Linked DNA regions of Sus scrofa: region 1 is linked to region 2. Evidence: chromatin contacts called from public Hi-C data. All regions are on one chromosome and are shown on one strand. The core of a region is the stretch at or near the end of the contact, and the rest is flanking DNA. Distances in the headings are between cores, read along the strand shown. Region 1 overlaps HDAC8 (histone deacetylase 8). Region 2 holds the start of CITED1 (Cbp/p300 interacting transactivator with Glu/Asp rich carboxy-terminal domain 1).

Region 1 (3,610 bases), core at 625-3,124, 240 kb after region 2:
ATCAGCAGGAGAGAAAACTTCAACTAACTAGTCAGAGGCAAAAGGTACACCAGAGATAGAAAGCAAGATAGCTTTCCCAGAAATCGGAAATGGCCAAAATTTCTCAATTTTTTTTTCTTTTTATATCTCTTGCCCATCTAATTCTAATCCTCCCTTAGTACCATCATGTCTCTTCTTCTCTCTAGACAGTGCTCATAATCCTGCTTTTATGCTTTGGCCTACATGTAAATCTACACAGGTCATATAGTGCTTCAAAAAATCAGGAAAATAAAATTATTGAAATCTGCTCTGTATGTTAGTATACAGACTCTATTGTAAAATATACATATTTTACAAATGGTATTACTAAGCTAAAACTTGTAGCAGACATATTCATAAAAAGTTATGCGATAACTGACTCTTTGCGAATCAAACTTGAATTCACCAGAAACGTTAATTTAAGGAAATCAGTGGGTGAATCCTGTCATAGTGAAGCTTCTTCTATAAAATGAGTTCTCCATCCAATCCCTGTATCTATCCATTTGGCAACATGCTTTTTTGTTTAATTTCTTACATTTTCTTAAATTGGAGTACACCTGTACTTGGACGTTTAAGACAATGCTGAAATTACTATTAGGACACATTGGCTTTCCTTTCTTCTCTGCTTAGTATAATGATCCAGGGAAGGAAAAATGAACAAATTCTAGCTTGTGTCATTATAGCTTATGACTGGTTAACATATTATATAATCAGATGTTTCCATGCTTAATGTCCAAACCTCGTCATTTCTTCTGTAGGCTCCCTTTTCTAACACCCTGTTCACTACTCCTGCGGCCAGTTCATGTTGCTGTCTCTTGTGAGAACTGACTCAATGACTTTTACAGATCAAGAGTTTCTGTGTTTATTTATAACACCATTGTTTCCTCTGTCAAAGAGGGAGACTGAAAAACCAGAAATCCTTCTGTAATGTGATTTCATAGTTGCAAGTCCTCTTAGAGACTTCCACGTTTCAGTGATAGAAACTGAGGAAGGACCTTGGTCTCTCTGCTTCATTTTCTGACTTATCAAAAAGTTCCTACCTTAACCTACACCTCCTTGACAGAAATGTTATCATCATAAGTTTAAATAAAGGCATTTGTAAAAGATCCAAAGTACTAACTATCCTAATTATCTAAGTCACAATTTTCCCTTCATTAAGACCCCAGTTTTAAATTAACAGAGCTAAATAAATCAGCTTTGTGCACACCTGCTTCTCACCACATAAAACAGGCACACAAAAATACATGCACCTGATTGTGGGAAACCAGAAATTAGTTCTACATAACGGATTTTCTTTCAACCACCTACTCTACATTTATAGTCCACTTTAAGGGCTCTAAGCCTAGAGTTGGCAGCTCTAAGAACAGTGAGATCAGTTTGTCTACAGTTGTTCCCAACCTTTTTTGGCTCTGGTACACCTACACTTGCTTCCAAAAATATACCCCACAGTCTGGTGCTCAATGGAATGAAAATCTTTCCTGAGCTAATAGGATATAAAACAGAGAAAGCAATGGACATAGTTCTGCATTTTAGAGTACCCATAACAACACAGTGAGGCAAACCAGTACAAATGGTGCAGGTGACCCAGTCTTTACAGCAAAAGGGACTTTGGACTGTTTTTCTCAAAGGTGGTAAAGATTTACACTTACCAGTCTGCATCCCCCAGTCTGGCTTCCCTTGCATCCGAGGATATGCTTTTGAAGAGATGGACAGCCAGTAGATAGTGTGGCCAATAGCACTACCATCAGTGAAAACTAACTGGTTTGTACAAGGACAAAAATCCTGGTCTTGGCCCTACTAGCATTGTGTTCTAACTGCCTGAGCTAAATAGCCACTGACATTGCCTATGAGAAAACCAACCTTCGTCAGAAACAAAAATGCACTTGAGTACTAACACAGATAAATTGTTCAGTCTCCATGACCTGAGTTAAACCTTAAGCCCATTCCAAAGCTGCCACCTAATATGGTGGGAAAAACCTTTACCTGAATAATTTGAAAAGTTTCATAATTTGTACTGTCCCTCCCAATAATTAATTTTATTCCATGTAAAATGTTTGAATTCCAACTATTTACATCACATTTCCTACAGCTAGCATGCAATTCTGAGAAATTTTTAGTAAACATTGATATTGTTTATATGAAATAAGCCTTGAAGGGCAAACAGAAGTCTCTAAAGTTAATTGGGGCACCTTCTTTACAGGTATATATCTCTCCTATAGGAAATACATAGAAAGGAATTCCTGGTCAAAGCATTAATGAGACCTTAACAACCTTCGAGATACCTCTTAGGGGAAATTCTAATAATCTCCTAGAGAAGTTTTATTAGTTGTCTGGAATAAAGTCCATAATTACAACTTGACTCAATCCACCTTGTATGATCTATAATTACTGTTATATTAAAGTACATCAGGCAAGATTAGTGATTTCAATTCCTCTCAATTTACACTTTACCTTGATTTGCCCCCAGCCTCCAGAGAGTTTAAAGAGCCATTTTCTTACTAAAGTCCAAAGACAATACACAAAAGGCATGGAAAAGAAAGATTCTCAGAAGAAAAATCCACCCAATTCTAGCAAAGACTAGCTAGGAAGTGAATGTAGCTTACTAGCACTCCAACTAAATTTAGTGGTATTGATTGTATAAGAATCTGTGTGGGTAGTGGGATTAAATATTTGAAAACATAATGGAAAAAATATAAAGCTGAGTTTTATCTTAATAATAAACTCAATGATAATTCAGTGATAATACAGTTTATATTAAAGACGAGTTGAGGTAGAAAATTAAGATAAAGCTATGTGGCTCTATCTAACTTTCAGTCCTTCCTCTTTTTTCTCACAGAATTCTTGGTCCTTATTTTTAATCAGAAAAACTGAGAACAAGCCTCTCACTACAGTTCAGACAGTAGGAAGAAATAGCAAGTCATCGCTTCTTGGCCTTTTGGCTAAGATCAAGTATAGAAAAATAGAGCAAGTCAGACCAGTTAATTCTAGATACACACTTTGAATTTGCACCTTCAATTTTCTTTTAAGTTTTCTGAGAAAAGATGAGACCAGCAAGGGTTTGGTGAGCATGGACAATAGATTGAAAGACTTACTCAAAGTGCACACAGTTTCAGAAAAATTCACCAGTGCTGTAGATACTTGCCCTGCTCTAGCAAGGACCAGCTTCAGGAATTATTCAGATTTGTTATAAAAATTGGTGCTTAAAAGAACAATAAACACAGCCTACATGTCTCAGGCTATTTGAAATGATGCCTTTAAATAGACTGAAAAACATTAAAATGTATAAAACAGACTGAAAAATATATACTACTGAATATTACTTCTAGCACTTCTACTCAAAACTTGTCCAGGTCATCAAAAACAAGGAAAGCCTGAGAAAATGTCACAGTCTAGGGGAGCCTAAGGAGACATGACAACAAAATGTATCCTTCATGGGGTCCTGGGACAGAAGAAGGACATTCGGCAAAAAATAACAAAGTGTGAATAAACTATGAATCATATCAATATCAGTTCATTAATATTAACAAATGTATTAGAGTTCCCTGGTGACCTAGTGGGTTAAGGATCCTGTGTTGTCACCACTGGGTTCAAT
Region 2 (3,946 bases), core at 1,317-3,816:
TGCCCCTGCTTCCCCGATTTTGTCTCGCCGGTGTCACCCAGCCCATTAGGAGGCAAAACTTGGCAGTGCAGAAACGTCCCAACGCGCTCTGCCAGCCGCGAGCTGACCACTGCGAAACGGCTGCAAGAAGCGGCTGGGCAACCCAGAGCAACAAGTGCCTCCTCACCCGCCGGTGCCTCGCGGCCCTGGCCACCAGTTCCCGGTCCCGCCGCCCGCCCTTCGTCACAGACCTTCCCGTGGGCCAGCAGCCCCCTCCCGCCTAGATGGGGATGGGAAGGGGAGAGGAAGAAGAGAAGGGAGAGACAGGTGGGGAGGGCCGCGTCTTTGACCTGTTGGGGGACCAAAAGTTAAAATGGCACCAACCGGATGGCTCCATCTCGATTGCTATTTTCTCACTCAGAAGGAGAAATTTAAAAATCCAAACAGTACTGCGGCTTGGCTTGGATGCGCTCTAACCAGACCAGTCAGTTCCGCCACCTGAAAACTAAAGGCCCGTTGTTGGCGGACAGCTCGGCCGCCTTCCTCGCCACATCCCAGGTGGAGCCGCCGAAACTGGGGGCGGCTGGGAGCATCCCTGCACGGTAGACGCTAGCACCCAGGCCACCAGGGCCCCGAGCGTCCGTTCCCGCGTGCCGCATCAGGAACCGATCGTAGAGACAAGATGGACCAGCGGGGAGGGGCGCGGGGTCTCGGCTTCCGCGGCGAGTTTGGGGCCCCGCGGTGTTGCCGCGCGCGGGGGCGCACTCCGGCGCCTGCTGCGGCCACTCCCGCGCCTCACCAACACTTACTGAGCGCCCGCTGAGCACCCGACTTGGCCGCGGGCTGATCCTATCCCCTAGCCAAGCCGCCTATGGTCAGTGCTATCACCCCGCTTTGAGAAGAGTGAGAGGCTCGGAGAGGTTCGGTAACTTGCCCAAGGTCACCGCGCTAAAAAGTGGCGGAGCTGGGATTCGCGGCCAGGTCTGTCTGCCTCCAAGTCCGGCGCTCGGCAAGGCAGGGACTCCGTGCTCTGCCCGGCCCCGCCGCCGGCGTTTATAGGGAGAGGGGTGTGTGCGTGGGTGTGCGTGTGTGTGTGGGCGTGAGTGTGGGGGAGAGCAGAGGTCGACCCGGTAGTAGAGGCAAGTTGCCCGAATTCGCTAACTTCCATCCCGCAATTCCGCTGAAACTCGGCCCGAAAAGCCCCTCTCGCCTCCAGCCCCCAAAGGAAACCTGAGCTTTGTGCAGCCCCGGAGCCGGAGCGTCCAGATGCGGTCCGGGCGATTAGCAAAGTCGGTTGAAGCCAAGCTGGAGAAAGCGCGGGCGCAGGGAGAAAAGGTGCTGCCGTCTCCCCAGGAGAAGCGGGCGCCCGGCCCGACTGGCCGGCAGGCGGGCGCGCTGGCGAGCGAACCGGCTCGCTGGCTGGCGGGCGGGCGGGCGGCCCCTCCGCCCCCAGCAGAGCAGCTTTCAAACAGAAAACAAGTCTCCCAGAGCCCCCCGGCCCGCCCGTTCGCCGCCCGCTCCCTGCGCCTGCTCCACTGGAGTCTCTGGCCCCGCCACCCAGCCCAGCGCCCAGCCCGGCGGCCCGGCTTACCTCCGTGGAGCCGCCTGCCCTGGGGAGAGGGAAGCGCGGAGCCGGGTGAGCCGCGGGCGCAGCGGCGGAGCCCCCAGCCCCTGGCACGCACGCCGCCACCGCCGCCGCGAGCCGGTCGCGCTCAGTGCCACCCGACCCCGGGGCGCCTGGGAAAAGCCCGCACCGCCGCGCCACGCCGCCGCCGCACCGCACCGCACCGCACCGTGCCGCGCCAAGCAGCCCCGGCCCGCGCCCGTGCCCGCCCGCCCGCCCGCAGCTTCGGCGCCTGACTCCGAGGCGGTGGCGGTGGCGGCCACCGCGCTCCCTTCCCGGCGCGGGGGAACCGGCTCTCAAGCCCCCATTGCCGCCCGGAGAGCCCTGACGCACACGCACACGGCAGCAGGCTGGCCTCGGCTAGGAATCCCAGGAAGGACAGACCCTTTCCCCCCTTTTTCTCGCTCCCCCCAATTTCCACGTCTTTATAACCGGCTTATGGCATTATTAGCACATGTCCTGGCTCGTGGGCGAGTTGGTGGCAAAATCTGAACTGGATACTCACCGAGGGCCAGAGCGGGTGCTGTGCCTTCCTCTGCCCTCTTTCTCCTCGCCAGGAACGGCCCTTCGCCGGCGGGCGGTGGGCAGGCAGCCGGGTGGAGCGAGCCTCCTCTCGGCAGCTCAGCGGTGCCCCTTCTGCAGCTGTGCCGCTGGGAACATTTTATAGCGGCGGCTGGCGTGTGTGGCCCTTTAAAGGCGCTCGAGTTGGTGCAGTCACCGCGGATCGTGTGAAAGCGAAGGGCCGGCTGGGGAACGGAGTCCGAGCAGCCCCGCGGGTCCGGCTGCGCCGGGAACCGGCCACGGTTCCCTAGGTGCAGCTGACGGGCCCAGGCCGTGGGCACCCTGAGCCCAGCGTCCCCGGCCGACGCCTGCGCTTCTAAAGCGAGTGGGGGCCCGGGCCCGGGGCACCGTCTCTCCCCACCGCCCTGCATGGACTTGCCCAATAAATTCCACTTAGTAATTTCGCTGAGGCGAGGGAGAGCTGTTAGTGTCTGTTTTCTGACCTAAATCTAGAGGGTGGCCAGAGCAGGCTTCATGGGGTTGGGGGGAGAGCTATAGGTTCAGGAAATGACCCGGGGGAGGGGGACGCACCCGGAGCGGGGGCTCGAGGAGCATGGTTTGGGTTTTCTGCAGGGCTTTCTCAGAGCCTGTCTGTCCCCTTTGGGCTGCACCATCTCCCTGGTTGAAGGGCCGAAGCTGGGAGGCGGGAGACCCTTTTCCCTTAAAGTTGCCAGATTCTGGGCAGATCCGCTTTCAGGGCCTATCCAGCCCGCAGCCGTGGCTTTCCTCGAAGGCCTGAGCTGTGGTTGGGGTCGAGGGATTCACTCTTGTGGTCATCCAGGACTGAAGGAGGCTGACGGGTTGCGACGTGGAGGTAATGTCTCGGATCGTGGGGCCAGGTGCAGCTCACGAGTCTCGGCCAAAAGGCCAAGAACAGGCAACAGGGTATGAAGAGCTTGCCCCAGGACTCCCCGGGAATCCTCCTGCCCTCCCAGTATGCCAGGTTATTTGATTATGATTATATAATCATTCCCAGGTGACAAGAATAACATTTTGCATTAGGAGCACATCTTTCTTGGGTTAGGATGATATCTCACAAATCTTTTTGGAAAAAAAAGATCCAAATCTTCTCTTTCAGTTCATGCTCCTTGTGGCCAAGTTCCCATCTCACCTCTTACAAGAAGGCCACCAGGATTACCCTTCTACCAAACTCCCTTTCAGCAACAGCTGTTCAGTTTCCAGTGTTTATAAAACATGTCCTTAAAAAAAAAGTTCTGATGTTAAGAAAAAAAGGAGGGAATGTCATGTTGTTATTTTCACTATGTATTCTATTTTCTTAATCTGGTTTGAAGACCTAAAGGGCTTTTCCTTTTTTCCCTTCCTTCTTTCCCTTTCTCTCTCTCTCTTAAGTACCCCCTGCATTTGCTCTTTGAACAAAGTTCTGTTTGTTGTTGGACTGACCGGTTTACTTAACATAAAGATGGGGAGCAAACAGAGGGACAGATCAAGGCCCTTACTTGAAGCCTAGAGGAAGCTGGGCTGAGGGCTCTGAACACCAGGTAAACCCATTCCCCAGCTTCCAAAGCTACCTTGCTGTCTCCATTCCTTCCCCTCACCCCGCCCCAACACAAACCACATCCCACACACCATGGCTGCACTTTCTCACTTTGTACAAAGTGCCCGGTTTCCTTCTGATAAAAGGCGGGATGTGCCGGGACCCTAAAACCCTACAGAGTTTGCATGTGAAATACACCCCCAAGCCATCTTGGTGTTTGCCTGATGTGAGAGACCCTGGACTTTCGAACTCTGTTTTGCTAATTTGGACCTCCGACTTTTCCTCCT

What was found. A called contact is a pair of places that touch in the nucleus more often than the background predicts.
Region 1: a contact with region 2 is called in a Hi-C map of epiblast stem cells, with 2.9 times the contacts expected there. The contact joins the enhancer-like site here to the promoter of CITED1 in region 2. A contact is called at or near these places in 3 of 5 promoter capture datasets (fetal liver, fetal skeletal muscle and liver), 5 of 47 Hi-C or Micro-C datasets (embryonic fibroblasts, epiblast stem cells, fetal heart ventricle and 2 more) and 1 of 2 datasets of contacts at active chromatin or transcription factors (skeletal muscle).

The regions. Positions count from the first base shown.
Region 1 is chrX:58,421,692-58,425,301 of Sscrofa11.1, forward strand. The region is part of intron 4 of HDAC8 (histone deacetylase 8); the gene reads right to left. Among named protein-coding and RNA genes, the nearest start is that of HDAC8, 27 kb to the right of the region's middle. Within about 2 kb of position 1,875, at least 2 of the 83 cell types and tissues checked have an H3K27ac peak or open chromatin away from gene starts, as enhancers often do.
Region 2 is chrX:58,182,212-58,186,157 of Sscrofa11.1, forward strand. CITED1 (Cbp/p300 interacting transactivator with Glu/Asp rich carboxy-terminal domain 1) reads right to left here and starts at 2,567. Exons shown (of 3, transcript NM_001037964.1): 1 at 2,109-2,567.